2 separate regions of the Rattus norvegicus genome follow, and region 2 is linked to region 1. A link is a contact called in public Hi-C data. All regions are on one chromosome and are shown on one strand. Each heading gives the region's core, a stretch centred on a gene start, on an enhancer-like site or on the middle of the called end of the contact. The rest is flanking DNA. Distances are from core to core; before and after follow the strand shown.

Region 1 (4,977 bases), core at 1,372-3,871:
TGAGCACAGGCCACCCGGCAATGCATTAAATCTCTGTAAACACAAGTAGAGTTTTGGTTTTGTCTTGTTTTTTTTTTACTTGAATGCAAGTTTTACTTCTCAGGCATTCAATAAAGGTTGAGGTCTCGTATGACAAGAGCATATTTAACTTAAGTATATTAGGAACTTCCAGACTTTGTGATTGTGAATCCTTCTCCCATGTCCTGGAGCACACAAACACACTGATGGGTTTTGTTTGTTTTGTTTTATCTTTTACTTTAGCCGGCCTAATAATCAAAGTAGACCTGTGATGTAGTGCTAGTCTGCATTTCCCAAAACCATTAATGATGTTAAACACTTGTTGGAGGGCAGGGGAGAGTATCTAGTCAACCAAGCCCTTCGTCTATTCTTGTTAGATTATTTTTCTGAACTTCTGAAGAGTTCTGGGGATTCTTTTTATATTCAAGATAAAAATTTTTTGTCAAACATATGAATGTGATCAGCGAAAATGGCTCCTCCCAACTCTGCCTTATCTCCTCTGTTCCTTGTGAGTGTCTTTCTAAGAACGTGAGGTTGAGTAAAGTAGAGAGACTAGTTATTAGATAGTGATACGTTGGTTTATTTAGTGGTTCGCTTACAGCACCGCCTGAACTGCGGTTTGCCAAGCATGACTTCACTTGTTGCCTGGAACAGAATGACCTGGAGAATTAGCTGAAACAATGTGTCGTTGCCCTTAACAACCTGCTGGCTGCCATACTTCCCTCTGTAAAATCTCACTTAGCCTGTGGCCTTTTTTTCCATTACTTTTTTATTGTGGTTTTTATAGTTTAAAATGAAAATAAAATCTGAACCTGAGAGCATATAGCCTTTCAGGATCCATCCTGGCTTCAGTCCACCAGTGTTGTGGTCTCTCTTCCACTCAGTGATGTGAGAATTCTTACTCCATCAGGCGCTTGTTCTTGATTGTATAGAAACACAATGTATCCATTTTTGTTGTTGTAACAAATGCATTTTCAGGCTGAAGAGATGGCTCAGAGGTAAAGAGTACTGTCTGCTCTTCCAAAGTTCCTGAGTTCAATTCCCAGCAACTACATGTTAGCTCATAACCATCTGTAATGAGATCTGGTGCCCTCTTCTGGCCTGCAGGTATACATGCAGGCAGAACGATATATATATATATATATATATATATATATATATATATATATATATATATATATATATATATAAAATAAATCTTTTTTTAAAAAATGCATTTTCGGGGGTTGGGGATTTAGCTCAGTGGTAGAGCACTTGCCTAGGAAGCGCAAGGCCCTGGGTTCGGTCCCCAGCTCCGGAAAAAAGAACCAAAAAAAAAATGTATTTTCTGTCATAGCTTAAAGAATAAATGCCTAAACATTTTCTTTTTGGTTATCTTTTAAAATTTTAGATAGATTTTGGTCATGAATAAAATTTTGTGTGCTTCAAAATGTGTATCAAGTTTCAATGTTGTGTACATATCATTGGAAAAATATATTGGAAAAACTTTCCCTTTCTACATTTATGGAACACTCTGCCTCCCCTCCCCCAATATGTAGCAAAGTTTTGGTATTTTGGTTGGTTGGTTGGTTGGTTTGGTTTTTTCTGTGGTTTTTATTTGTACTTTATGTGTATGAGTGTTTCCCTGCGTGTATATTTGTGCACTTCATGCATGCCTGGTGCCCTCAGAGGTGAGAAGAAGGTGTTGCACCACCTAGGAATGAAGTTTATAGACAGTGGGCAGCACCATAAGAATGTTAAAAATTAAACCTGGATGTTTTGCTAGAGTAGCCAGTGCTCTTAACCACAGAGCCATCTCTCCAAACTGAAGCAGGATTTGTTTTGTTTTGTTTTGTTTTGTTTTTTTCTTTTGTTGTTTTGTTTTTCTTTTGTTTTTTAACTTTTTATTGATTCTTTGTGAATTTCACATCATGTACCCCAATTCTACTCATCTTCCTGTTCTTTCACATCTACCCTCTGCCCTTGCAACCTCCCCCCAAAAAGAAAATAAAAGACAAAAATGAAATAAAATAAAAAATAAAATGAAAGAGATCATCTCATTGTAGAAGCTATAGTGTGTCACAGTGTGCCCCAAACATCTTCACTTGCAAATGTTCATTACAGTGAGTCATTGGTCTGGTTCAAGGCCTCTGGCTTCTCAGATTCCTCTCAGAGGAATTCCTGTTGTTGCCCTGTGTCATGGAGAGCCTGAAGCTTTGGATCTGCAGGACCTCCCCTCTCACAGGCTCCAGTAGATCATAAACGTGGTAGACTTTGGAGTGGATGGACTCAAAGCCCTGGATCTGGGCCTGGGTGGTAGCTGGGTTGGTCAGCCTGCCAGCTGTCCTGCACCCACAGCACCAGAGTGAGCTCTCCAGCACTGCCCCAACTAGGTCACCCAGTGCCAAAGCTAGCAAGGGGCAGGGCCAGCTCTCCTGCTCCCCACTCCCCACTCCCAGGCCTACCCTCCTCCGACCAGGGCCAGTGCTGCTGCCCAGTGTAAGGTACAGGACCAGCTCTCCCAAGTGCCACAGCCAGTTAGGGTTAGGGCCGACTCTGCATAGCCCTTAAACATCAACATGGTCCCATGTAGCAGCCCAGACCAAGAATGTCCACACAGCCTGTGGTGATAATATGAGTCACAGACTTTGGCACAGAAGCCTTTTGCTGCCTGGCTACAGATCCAGACATGGCCCTCACAGCAGATAGGCCAAGACTTCACTGTAGCCTCAGGTAGCAGAGGACTCACATCAAGCTCTTCCCCTCTACCCTTGAGTCAGCACCACCTCTCTTCATAATGCTTAAACTGTTCAGCTCTCTCTCTCTCTCTCTCTCTCTCTCTCTCTCTCTCTCTCTCTCTCTCTCTCTCTCCCTCCCTCTCCCTCTCTCTCATCTCTCATCTCTCATCTCTCATCTCTCATCTCTCCATCACATACTTGTACATTGCAGTGGCTCTCTCCAGTCCCTTTGTGCCTCATGGTGTGGTGGCAGGCAGGCCACGTCTTCCATCTGCCCTCACCATGTGGCATAAAGCGGGATTTAATATCACTAATTCTCTAACACTCTGGGCCTCAATCACATGTCCTATAATCAACTACGACTCTACCTCAGTGGTTCTCAATCTCAGAGGTCACATATCAGATATCCTACATACCAGACATTTATATTAAGATTCATAACAGTAGCAAAATTAGTTATGATGTAGCAGTGAAATAATTTATGGTGAGAGGTCACCAAAACATGAGGTTAGAAGGTCACAGCATTAGAAGGCTGAGAACCACTGGCCCACCTGGGGTCTGTATACACTCAGCACATATTAAAGGCTCAATTTTACAAGACTCCCCCCTACTGCAGACATGAATCACCAATATGAGTTCCTGTGTTATTCATACTTCTACCCAATGTGGCTACAAACTGGGCTTCCTATTCAGGCATCAGTCATTTTTCTGATGGCCAAAAAAATTCATGGAAATTCTTCGTTTTTTATAAAGTAAATAACAAAGACTGGTAATGATGGGCTAAGCCAGGCACAGTGATGCACACCTTTAAGCCCAGCGTTCAGGAGGCAGAGGCAGGTGGATCTCTGTGGATCGGAGGCCAGTCTAGTCTACACAGTGAGTTCCAGGACATCTAGTGTTATGTAGAGAGACCTTGTCTCAAAATAAAACAAAGCAACAACAAGCAGATCAGCCAGGCAAGAGGGTACCAGTGCAAGGCTTTGTCCATTCTGACACTTATCTGCCAAGACTGAAATAAAATCCTGCCACTGAGTCTGCAGGTTCCTTTCTTGCTTGGTGCCACGTGCAAATAAGCAAACAGTTATGGGGTATTGAATGACCAGTGAGTGTAGAAAGACATTTCATGCTCTAGAGGCGTGGTTCTTCCTGAGGAAAAATTCCAGTGGGCTTTTATTAAGGCCAGGCTAGGGTATGGGGCAATGCATGCTGTCATTATAACTTTTCACAGAGAAGAGAGATCTTCATGAACCAGGCTGCCACTTCTTGTCTTCCTAATTTGGACATAGTTCCATCTGCCGTGACTCCTGTGGGTGTATGTTTCTATCATCAGAAGATTAGAATGATGCCCAGGACACCTGGAATGTCACATGATATCTAGCTGGTTTTGATGTGATAGCATAACAGCTGGGAGTATGTTACCAGCATACAGGCTTTTAACTTTAGCAAGCCTGCAGGTAGCTGACGGGACAACAGGCCACCAGTCATTTGAGAGCTCAGACTGGTTAGTCCTACAGATTCAGGACCTGGTCTCACCACACAGCATCCCACGTGCCTGTCAGAGCAGCCAGTAAACTTTGGGGAACATATTTACCAGTTTCTGATAGGAACGAACTGCTGGTGTATCTGCTAAACGTGTTTTATCATTTTTAAGTGTTTTCCCCTTACTACAAAGTTTCATGAGTTAATATATTCTTGACAAATATCTTTTATTACATACATTAATTTGGTCTGTAGATATTTTCTCCCAGTTGGGCCAAAAAAAAAAAAAAATCAAACCACACTTTCTTTCAATGAGTCCGTTTGGAATACTTACATTTTATATAGCTACTGATAAGGGCTTATACCTATCAGCTATTATGTTTTTGGGTCTATTTACCCTCATTTTCCTATCTGGTCTTTACTCCTCTGTCTGTTACTTGAGCATTGGTTTTAGAAGTCTGCTTTACTTTCTCGACAGTTTTGAGTTGTGGAGAACTTGAGGACTTTGCCCTATTCTATGTATATAACTAACTGCTACCAATAAGAAACCATTTTTGCAATGGAGGCAAAACATAGAGCTCTTACCTTTTTTATGATTAGTTGTGATAAGTTCCACCTGACAGTTATTTTCAATTTTCCTTTCTGTGAACACTGGGAACAACTTCAGGATCTTGTCATTTTTGCAACAACCACCAAACATAAACTAAGACACCAAAGAGGAGAAGGCAAGCCCGCTGTGTCGAGGGGTCCACTTAAACCCAAC
Region 2 (4,977 bases), core at 1,735-4,234, 530 kb before region 1:
AGGAGGGGGACTAGGTGACAGATTGTGAAAGGGAAATAGGATAGATAGATAGTTATTGGACGGATGGGGGTCTGGGACCTGAGGATCAAGTGGAGAGGAGAAGGGGAGAGGGAGACAAGGGAGGGAAAGGAAGAGACAGCTAAAATTAAGGGCCATTTGTGGAGTAGTGTGGAAAACTAATACAGTAAAAACTTCCTAAAATACATATATATGTGAAGGCAATCTAAATGAAACTTTCAAATAACGTGGCAGACAGAACCCTAACTGGCTATTTCTTGTCACCAAATGCAGCTTCCAGTACTGGAGTTGGATTACATCTAATTGGGTTGTTGGCCAAAGGGGCTTCACAGGAACTCCCAAACAACACTGGCTGTCGCCAAGACTATTGGCTGCTCTCCATTAACCAATGGCAAGGCCCCATGGCTGATGATAACACCTACACAACTCACTGAACATGTAGCTGAGCTGGCGCTTACACAGAGCCTTTCTTCACTAGTATATTCCAGCATCTTTGGTACAGGAAGGTACTCTGCATGCTATCAAAAGAAACATAAATACCAACCCAGCCATAAACTGATGGGCGAGCATGACTCCATTTTAGGGTTAGAAGCCACTTATCTGGTGTTGAGTGCTGTGATGGTGTTGTATATGCTTGGCCCAGGGAGTGGCACCGTTAGGAGGTATGGCCTTGTTGGTGTAGGTGTGTCACTTTGGTTGTGGGCTTAAGAACCTCACTCTAGCTGCCTAGAAGTCAGTCTTCCACTAGCAGCCTCCAGATGAAGATGTAGAACTCTCAGCTCTGCCTGCATCATACCAGCCTGGATGCTGCCATGCTCTGGCCTTGATGATACTGGACTGGACCTCTGAACCTGTAAGTCAGCCCCAATTAAATGTTGTCTTGCCTTGGTTATGGTGTCTGTTCACAGCTGTAAAACCTGAACTAAGACACATGTCTTTAATCCCAGCACTTGGGAGGCAAAGACCGGTGGATCTCTGAGTTCAAGACCAGCCTGGTCTACAGAGCAAGTTCCAGGACAGCCAACAATACACAGAGAAACATTGTCTCAGAGAATGCTCCCTCCTGCCCCCAAATGGATTAGAAGCTATCTTGTTATAAGGTCAAACTAAGTTGATTCCTTATTTCTATAAAATTTGGGTTTGACCATGTCTTGACCCTGTTTTTGGGAATTTGCATGTTCCACACCCTATTCCCTGACCTCCACCCCATACGATCCTCTGAAAATCCCCCAACCCTTGAAACCTCCCTAGTTTTGTAGTTCTTGGGCTATTTAAATACCATCTTCTCTTGTATTTGATGCTGTTCTTCCAAACCCTGCTTTAGGAAGACAGCCCTGTATGACAGAAAATAAAGCTTGCTTAATTCAACTACGGAATTTGGGTAATGGGCTTTACTCTCCTTTGATCTACAGTGATGTCCTGCCTGCAGGATGTGTTGGGGCAATAGTGGCACAAACCTGTGGCAGTAACCAACCAATATCTGATTTGAGTTAAGGCCCACTCCATGAGATTGAATCCTGCTTGAGTGACCAACAATCTGAGAGACTAGATAGCTCTCAGGGACCTAGGGTTAAACTAAATACCACTGTCCTACTCCAGGAGCATAGCAATAAAACGACTCCTAATGACATTCTGCTACACTCACAGAGCAGTGCCTTGCTCAACCATCACCAGAGAAGCTTCCTCCTGCAGCAGATAGGAACAAGTACAGAGACCCACAGCCAGACATTATGCAGAGTGAGAGACTTCAGAATACTCAGTTCTAATTGGGATTTCTCCATCAAGTCTCTCCTGTCACGGTTCAGGAAACCCTGTGGAAGAGTGTGAGAGCCAGAGAGAATGGAGGTCACAGGATCAAAGCTCATATGAACTCAGAGACAGAGGGTGCATGCACAGAGTTTGCACAGGTCTGCATCAGGCTCTTGAATATATATTATGACTTCCAGTGTTTTTATGGAATTTCCGAGTGTTCAAACAAGTGGGTCTCTGATTCTTGTGCCTTCTCTTGGGCTCTTTTTTAAAAAAATCCAATTCAAATATGATAGGTTTTGTGTTATCTTATATTTTATATCTTGTTTTATTATTATTATCCCTTAGAAGCCTGTTTTGAAAGAGAGTGGATCCAGATGGAAGGGGAGGTCGGAACTGGGAGCAGAGGGAGGAGACACTGTAATCAGGATATATTATGTGAGTAAAGAGATCTATTTTCATAAAAAGGAAGGACAATTTAAAAATAAATAAAAACCCTTCTTCACCTGTTCAGGGATATTTATAGTTTCTCCCACCTCTTGGCAACTGAGAATGATTCTGTAAAGAAGGTAGAGGTGTAAATATTTGGAAATTGAGGTGTCTTATTTTACAGGTGGTGGTGACACACTTTAAACTCAAGACTTTACGTTTATATTTGGCCAGAAAAACTCTCTGTCCAATCTGGAGAGTACGTAGCAAACACTTCCGGGTGACAATCGCAGTTCTAAGGACACATTCTATAGTTATATGCCTGACTGCTCTTGGAGGGAAGGCTCTGTGAGATTTGCAATGTGTTTCTTTTTACTACTGAAAAGTAGCAGGGTCGCAAAGCTGTCATTCCGAACGCAGAACCACGCTGGACTTGAAACTAGCGAAGCCGCTAGCTCGAAGAGAAATGGGCGTCCTCCCACCAGAAGCCTGCCTTCGCAGTGCACGCTGGGACTTGTAATTCGGAGCTCCGCTCCCTCCGAGACCACACAACCACTTCCTCAACCCGTAGATTGCCGCGGCTTCCGGAAGTTGGGGCGTGTTAAAAGCCTCTACGTTCTTCTCCCCGCCTCCTAGTCCCACAGATTGACAGTAGTAAGAGCCAACAGATAAACGGACTCGTACGTCCTGTTACGTGATTGGTTTGGAGTTTTGTAACCGCCCAGACAAACTTAAGGGGAATTGGTTGAGCCACAATTTTGAAAATCGTAGATTCGCCCGCGCTCATTTCCCGGTTGGTTCTCGCCTGCGGCGAGCTCGCTGTACCGGGAGTCCTGCGGGCTTGGCTTGGCGGGAAGCTTTATCTGAGGAAGCCGCGGACTGGAATCGGAGTGGTCCGGGCAGACGTGGCGCCGCCGGGTGAGTGAGCGCGGGCGGCCGGTGTCGCAGGGTCGTGGTGCTCGTCAATTGGTCTCGGCCGCTTCTCTTCCCAGGGTAGGCCAGGGGAGTCACATTCGTCCCTCGTTGCCTGTGGTGTGGGGATCACTTCCAATAGTTCTGGGCTTGGAGATGAACTCCAAGTCCTTGCACTTGGGTCCCGGGATCCCGAGAATGGTCAGTTCTCTGCCCCACGCCGGGCGGGCCTAACACCTGTGCAGAGCCTGGGCTGCTCTGTAGATCCAGTCTTGAGTCTCTTTATGGCAACGGCTGCTCAGCTTCTTGCATCCCAGCTGAGCAGCATTTAAAAACTGTCCCAGATCCGGAGGCCGGTCCTGCTACTTATTTTGTCATTCCCTTAAGCGTAGGCTCTTGTCAGCAGCGCAGTTAAATCCAGTTTCCTGCTGCCCAGTGTTGGGATTGTGTCATTCAGAGCTTGGAGCTATTGTCCTGGAAGCCTGAGGATAGTAGTTGAAAGCATTTTAAATCCAGGCTCCGTCCTCTGATTTACTTTGTGACTTTGACCAAGATTTGTATGTGCATGGGTGTCTTGTGTGTGCATGGTTATCTTGGAGTATGTAGCAAGAAATAAATGAGAGGGTTCTTGGCATGGAGTAGGCCTCTGAATGGGAGAGCGGCTTTAGCGATCGATCTTACTGCTTGGAGGTGTGTGAGGAGAGGTGCTTAGTTAATTTTCTGCACCCCTAAAGGAGATGGCAGTGGCGGTGCTTATCTGGTGAATGGCACGGAAGAAGTGTTTGTGGAGAGGAAGTGACCTTCCTTCTCCCGGGGTGGCATTTGGTTATTTCATGGACTGAAGGTGAAGCTACCCAGGAGTCTGATTCTTGTTACACCTTCCTTTCTCAGAGTCACCTCTTCTAACTTTTCAGCGAGGGCTTGCTAGAAAGCACATTTCCCCATGGAAGAAGTGTGGTTTTGAACTTGGTGAAAGAAGCACTTACTGAGATTGTAGCTTGAACAAACATTTTGTAAAATTTCCCATTGACTACTTTCTGTTGCTCCTCTGCAAGTCTTTGGGGTCCTTGAACTGTTTTCTCTTTGCTGGCCTTGAACTGGGGTCTTGGACTTTGCCAGGGCTGTTTTCTGGTACAGGGGGATAGGGAGACTCAGTGCAAGGGCCATGCCCATGATCAGCTGGCTGCACAGTTAATGCTTTTCCCGAAAGCCTCAGTGTTCTTATCCATTTGATTTTGCCCCAGTTAGCGCTGCCTTTGGCAGTTTGAGCAGGGTGTGTATTGGCCTGTTCTAACCTGTGCCTAGTGAGCTGCTCTCACTGAGTGTCCCTGCGTGTGATGATGGGGGTTAGGATTAGTTGATGGATGGATGAATTCATTCCACAAATGCCAGACTTTTTTGTTGATGGGCAAGTCACAAGGCTCACGCTCAGAGAGCAGTGTTTAGTGGGTAGAGACCAGCAGGAAGCAAACAAGCAATCACACATTTGCTATGCCCATAACCGGAATCTGTGTGTGAGATCTTGGCTTGGATTAGAGGTCTGATCCTCCTTAAGGATCTGAAAGCTAAGTGAGGAAGCTGCACAAAATGGGAGACAGAGTTCCTAGAGGCCAGCACTTGTTTGAAGGACAAATGGGTAGTGTGCCGCATAAATCAGGCTGAAGAACGTCAAGGAAGATCCTAGAGTCACAAAATATCATGGCATTAAGTTCCAAGAGGACCAGTAGTCTGGCCCTGTCTTCCCTGACCCTTCTCTGTAGGTGAGAGGCTGAAGTATACATTCATGCTTCTTGCTTTTGAAAGTGTAGTCACGGAGGGGGCTCACTGTCCCTGCTCCTAGCTGTCACCCACTCTTGTTGTTTCATGCGT

Evidence for each region. A called contact is a pair of places that touch in the nucleus more often than the background predicts.
Region 2: a contact with region 1 is called in a Hi-C map of the A7r5 cell line, with 2.8 times the contacts expected there. The contact joins the promoter of Incenp here to the enhancer-like site in region 1. A contact is called at or near these places in 2 of 12 Hi-C or Micro-C datasets (the A7r5 cell line and Schwann cells).

What each region holds. Positions count from the first base shown.
Region 1 is chr1:215,446,470-215,451,446 of GRCr8, reverse strand. All of the region lies in intron 2 of Asrgl1 (asparaginase and isoaspartyl peptidase 1), which reads left to right. Among named protein-coding and RNA genes, the nearest start is that of Asrgl1, 7.2 kb to the left of the region's middle. Within about 2 kb of position 2,621, at least 25 of the 93 cell types and tissues checked have an H3K27ac peak or open chromatin away from gene starts, as enhancers often do. A contact at or near this core is called in the A7r5 cell line and Schwann cells, where this site is marked.
Region 2 is chr1:215,972,633-215,977,609 of GRCr8, reverse strand. Incenp (inner centromere protein) reads left to right here and starts at 2,984. Exons shown (of 18, transcript NM_001106335.1): 1 at 2,984-3,114.